Linked DNA regions of Mus musculus: region 1 is linked to region 2. The links are chromatin contacts, called in public HiChIP or PLAC-seq maps. All regions are on one chromosome and are shown on one strand. Each heading gives the region's core, a stretch centred on a gene start, on an enhancer-like site or on the middle of the called end of the contact. The rest is flanking DNA. Distances are from core to core; before and after follow the strand shown.

Region 1 (2,884 bases), core at 342-2,841, 560 kb after region 2:
TTCTCAAAATCGGATCACAGACCAGATGTGTCAGTGAAAGCAATAAAAATGGGTCACATACCACTGTCATTGTTGATATCTCTGTTCTTAATCGAAGAACACATCTGTCCAAGTGCTTTACTACAGGCTAGAATTACACTAACTCAGAGCAGCATCCTGGGCCATTGCATGGTGATCAAAGTAGATTGACAGTTAAAGAGATAGGTATTTGATTAATTTTTACTAATGGAAAAACCCTTTGGTAGACTAATTAAAAAGATTCCCCTTTGTAGTAGGTGCTTGTGAAATGTTATATGATCTTACTACTACTTTATTTACTGCTCCAAGTTGTTATAAGGGAAGATGTCCTGAAAAATACTACTTCACCAGCATGCAAGCACCATAGAATGCACCTATGCAAACTAAGACAGCCAGAGCGTCTTACAACCTTATGTCCTGAGGTGGGAGAACTGGGTAGAGAGAGAAGTCCAGAAGACCTTGCACAAAGCCTAACAAAATGAACATATTAAAACAACAACAAAACACATTGACAAAGAAGGCTGGAAAATCCTTGGCAAGACTGACTAAAACCAGCTATTGGTAAACGCAGCCATACAGCAGAGCGTCCAAAGGTGACCTGTGGCTCTGTAATACAGGAGATCCAGCAGCTAAGAGCACTTGCTGCTCTTGCAGGGGGTAAGCATTCAGTTCCTAGAACCTACAGAGCAGATCACAACAGTCTGCACACATGTAGGCAAAACATACATAAAATAAAAGTAAATCTTAAAGCAAAACAAAAAAAACTATGTTAATAACCAGGGAGATGGCCCGGGGGGAAAAGCCTAGTGACCTGAGCTCCATGCCCAGAAATCACCAAAGCTGGATGTGGTGGCACACACAATCCTAGCACTAGTGAAATGGGAGAGGACAGCTAGCCCAGAGTGCACTGCAAAGTCACAGAAACAAAAGGAGACACATAAGAGCCAACCCCAAAAGTGTCCTCTGACCAATAGACCTGTGTGCAAACATATTCGTATACCCGGGCACACACATGCACATATACAAATTTTTAAAATTTTTAAATACAAAAACAGATACCCCTGAGTACAGGTTTAAGATGCTAATCAGATATGTAAGTCATGAAATTATGCATAAAATTACAGGTGACAGAGTATGCATAAAAAAGTCCATGTTAAAAAGATGACCCAGGGGCTGGTGAGATGGCCCAGTGGGTTAGAGCACCTGACTGCTCTTCCGAAGGTGCAGAGTTCAAATCCCAGCAACCACATGGTGGCTCACAACCATCCGTAACAAGATCTGACCCCCTCTTCTGGAGTGTCTGAAGACAGCTACAATGTACTTACATATAATAAATAAATAAATAAATAAATCTTTAAAAAAAAAAAAAAAAAAAAAAAAAAGATGACCCAGAAAGCCCATACTGTGTGACATAAAAGCTTCCACTCTTATACCGTGGTGCCAACCCCTTTCTCTGCTCCAGTCTTCTTCCTTCTCCATCAGAGCACACTGTCATTTAATAAACTGCCTGTCTCTGCTCAGTTCTTTGAGGAAAGAACCTGAAACCCCTCCCTCCAGCCCTCCCAGTAGCAGCTGGCATCAGGATCTCTTTTGTATATGTCTGTCACTGGCTGAAATGGGGTTGTACAACACATGGCTGGTTGTATTATTGTTGTATTATGTTACTGTTGTGATTACAGTGACTTTTCCTGCTTTGCAAATGAGAAAACTGTATGAGGGGTGGTCTAAAAAGACCCAGAGTGCTATTTGAACTGGAATTCAAACTGAGATATTCAGTAGCTTGCCTATAGTTCTGTTCTACAGATTCATTGAAGTCCTTTGCCCTGGCAGACCCTGGACGTTCTAGGATGAGGAAGATGCTGTTACATCCTTATGAGACTTACAGCCAAAACTTAGAATGCAGAACAAATGAAAAGTGTTAGGTGGGGGTAACTCTGGGCTCCCCAGACCCACCCCTTTCCTATTTCAAACAGCCAAGAGGCCTGGAGCAAGAGGCCACTGGTGAAGCTGGGAAGCAGACAGGCTTTGCAATGAGTTGGCAACCACACCTGCCCCCCCACCTCCCTTAAAATAAAACTGATAGCTGGTTTTTATAAAGCAGAAATCCAGCAGATACAAGCTGAGAAGCCAGAGAAGACATGGGGCCAGCCAGCAGGGTGGGAAGAAGGCAGTTCTGAAAAAAGCTATTTGCATCCTCGCTGGCTCTGAGCCAGCTAAGCCGCCCATACACTGCCCTGTTTCTCCAGAAAGGGACTGAATTGGAACGCTGAGAATGAGAGAGTTGCTTGTTAGCACACAATCCCAGCTTCTTCAGTCCTCTGCAGCTCTACAAAGCCATGAATCAGGGCTTCTACATTTTTAAAGCTTAGATGAGAAGCTGCGGGTTCTCATCAGCATGTATGATAAAGGTTTACAAAATACCAGGCAAATAGTTTTTGAAATCAGTTTTTGGTCCTGGAGAAACAAGGAGACGCTCACTGATTCAGCAGTGCATGGATGAGGAAGCCACAGGGCTCAAATGTACAAGCTACTTAGTAATGAGAGAGAGAGAGAGACTATGTCTGTATGTCTGTGTGTCTGTGTGCATATGTATGCGTGTGTATGTGTATGTGTGTCTGTGTCTGTATATGTCTGTGTGCACACGAGCATGCATGTATGTCTGGGTCTGTGTGTGTCTGTGTGTGCATATGTGTGTCCTTGTGTGTGCGCACACAGGAATGCTTGAGTGTACTGTATATGCACATGTGTATACTGATGCATGAACCAGTATGCGCACTCAGCAAGGTCAGAGAAGGACATTAGGTGTCCTTATTCTTTGAAGACAGGATCTCTCACTCAACTTGAAGCTAAGTTAGTAACCAGCAAG
Region 2 (2,829 bases), core at 170-2,669:
CCAGGCTAAGGCGGCAAGAAGACGCCAAAGGCACCACAGTAGAAGTGGCAGTTTCAGGATGCCGCCCAAGGTCAGGGGTACCTCCGAGGCGGTCACCCCTCTTCCTTTGCTCGCACAGGCGGGCCTTCTTTCTACCAAGTCTGCTAAGCACACCGAGTCCCACCAGAATTTGATGGCCAACCCAGCGCCCCAAACATTCTAGGGATTTTGGAAGGCCTAGCGTGCCAGGTCGCGTCGCATCGGCCGTCCTATATGAACCCGATGGAGAGCAAGGAACTAGGCCTCAGGTTGTAAAGCTCACGCACAGCCGACCGGGAGGGCGAGGCTCGGCGCAGACACTCTGAGCCCACGCAGCTCTGCTCCAGCAAAAGAAGGGGTTCTGGGAGTATGACTGGGACCGGCGGGGGGCTTGAAGCTACATCCCAGGACCCAAGGGTAGGAGATTCCGGGGAGAAAGGGAGGTAAAACTAAAGCAGCTCCCCCATCCCAACTCCTTTCCCCGCCTCAGCCCTGGGGGACCCTCAGCCTAGACTAAGGGGGTGGGGGGAGGTCAGCGAGCACATAAGGCGGAAAGGAAGGATTCAAAGAGCTTGGGCCGAAGGGCCACAGGCCTGCAGCCTCCGCGGCTAAGCCCGGCTGCGGTGTGAGTTTTCGAGTACTTTCGTCTAACTTAGCAGCCCAGTTCCGCAGCTTCGGAGGAGGCGGGGGAGGGGGCGGCCGGCTCCCGAGCGGCCTGGGGTCCCCAGGGCAGCCAAGGGGCGCCCGGCCTCTCACTCCAACCCCGCCCACCTGCCCCGGACAGAGGTAGCGGGGGTCGATTAGAGGACGGGGAGACGAGAGGGGCCACCATCGTCCCGGGGTGGCGCGCGGCCCGGCGACTCCCTCCTTACCTGCCCTCCGCAGTCGCGGCTTTTCACCATCTACCTCTCGCCTTCACCGAGACTCGCCGGCAGCCAACCTGCAAAACGGAGGCGCACAGGTATTACCCCGGAGACGGCGGGACCCTAGGCTTTCCTCTTCCCTCAACTTCCCTCTTCCCGTCTCCTGCATTTTTTCTAGGAGCTCTGTGCGTGTACCTCCAGGTTTCACTTTATTGCTCAAACACTTTGTTGCAAAGTCCCACATGCTTTTCCTCTCAAGACCTGGCCTCGCCCGGGACCCGGGGGGTGGGGTGGGTGAGTAGGGGGTGTTCGAGGGACAGAGTTAGGAGGTGGCTTGCGCTGGCAGCTGCACTCTCTCGGAGCAAGCCGGAGGCGGTAGGGACTGGAGAAATCCTGCATAGTCACTTGGCAAACTAAATAAATCAAGCAATTTACCTTGTCGGAGTGGCTTGTCTTGCTCGGTTGTTTAGGTGATTGGAAATGTAGCCTGATGAAGATTGATCACCTTTCTACTGCCCTCCCCGGGTATGTGAACGCGAGGCGAGTGCGTAACGGGGCTCGGCCTCCAATAGGGGGCCTAGAGCGGACTGAGTGACAGGGAGCTGGGCAATGGCGAGCCCGGGTTACCTCCGCGCGCCCCCGCCCTCCCTCGCCCCCACCTCCTCCCTCCCCGCGCGCCGGCCCCGCCCCGGTCGCGCGCTAACTCTGGGTCTAGGTTGGCAAATTCCGCTCAGAACGAGTTGAGGAGGGCGAAGGCTGCGCCGGAGTTGCTGGCACAGAGGGGGCCCCGGGTCCCAAGGCTCGCCCGAGGGCCCCCGCCCTCCCCTTGCCCGGGCCGCGCTCCGGAGGAGTGGCGTCAAGCTGCTGGATAACCGGTTCCTGCTCGCGCGCGCGCGCCGCCAGGCTCTGCCGCACTGTGGGAGCCAGGCTTCCCAGGCCGAGGACTCGGGGCGTGCTGGCCCCTGGCACTCCTTGATGCTCCCTGGGGCCCCAGCAACTCCTCCTCCGCTCCCCCACAACCAGCGGTCGCCGCCGGCGCGGGCTGCTGAGCGGAGCCGGGAGTGGGGGTGCAGCTCTCGGCGCGCAGGGCGCCCTGCGGCGACCCGGGACTCTTGCGCCCAGAAAGAGCACCGGCAGGGGAGGCGCCGCCAATTCCCAGCTGCACAGCGTTTCCAGGGGCTCCCAGGCAGTCTCACCAAAGGTGTTCGCAAGTCCTAAAAGCTTCTTCGGAACCGTTGGAACTCAAATCTCCTTACATTCTCTCTCTCTCTCTCTCTCTCTCTCTCTCTCTCTCTCTCTCTCTCTCTCTCTCTCTCATGGATTTGATAGAAAACTTTCTTTTTCACAATCTGTCAGTCTTTCCAGATCTCCACCTACAACGAACAGTCTGGTGGAAAATGTGGCTACACACCCCGATCCCTCTCACTTCATTTTCTACACCTTACTGGAGGAGCCTCCTCGAAACAATTTCCCCGGATTGTTCTTACTGGCAGACCCCAGTTTCCAGCCGAATAAACTTGCTGAGATCGTCTTCTTGTGTGTACTTTTCAAAGCGAGAGGGAAGAGTATTTTCGGCCCAACCCCGAACAAGGCAATATTTTTACATGGCATCTCCTACTGAATACTAGGGACCACACTTACACTCTTTCCTAGTTCTTTTTCCTCATCTTCTGCCGTTCTCACCCCAACAGGCGGGCGAAAAGTTTGAACCACAGTATGTGCGTGGGTGAGTTCGGCAGCCGCCGAGAGCAAGGTAGAGCGGAGCACCGCGATGCCCAGGCCGCGCGGTCCGCTGTGGTCGCTGACCGGGTGCGGGGCGACCAGAAGGAAGGGGGGAGCCCGCTGAGTGAAAAGGGCCGCGACTGCCGCTCATCAAAGTGCTTCTCCCCTCCCCCACGCGACACTTTTCTTTGGAGTCCGAATAAAATACGGTAACAGAATATGACGG

The links. HiChIP or PLAC-seq counts read pairs in DNA pulled down with a chosen protein or histone mark.
Region 1: a contact with region 2 is called in an H3K4me3 HiChIP or PLAC-seq map of stem cell-derived neural progenitor cells, with 13 read pairs. The contact joins the enhancer-like site here to the promoter of Otx1 in region 2. A contact is called at or near these places in 1 of 39 promoter capture datasets (cranial neural crest) and 6 of 115 datasets of contacts at active chromatin or transcription factors (astrocytes, craniofacial prominence, embryonic forebrain and 3 more).

Annotation. Positions count from the first base shown.
Region 1 is chr11:22,558,725-22,561,608 of GRCm38.p6, forward strand. The region is part of intron 1 of Gm51939 (a long non-coding RNA gene); the gene reads right to left. Among named protein-coding and RNA genes, the nearest start is that of Gm51939, 24 kb to the right of the region's middle. Within about 2 kb of position 1,592, at least 77 of the 459 cell types and tissues checked have an H3K27ac peak or open chromatin away from gene starts, as enhancers often do. A contact at or near this core is called in embryonic forebrain, forebrain and stem cell-derived neural progenitor cells, where this site is marked.
Region 2 is chr11:22,000,232-22,003,060 of GRCm38.p6, forward strand. It overlaps Otx1 (orthodenticle homeobox 1), which reads right to left and starts at 1,420. Exons shown (of 5, transcript NM_011023.3): 1 at 1,317-1,420; 2 at 891-958. It overlaps Gm32517 (a long non-coding RNA gene), which reads left to right. Exons shown (of 3, transcript XR_003949861.1): 3 at 203-353.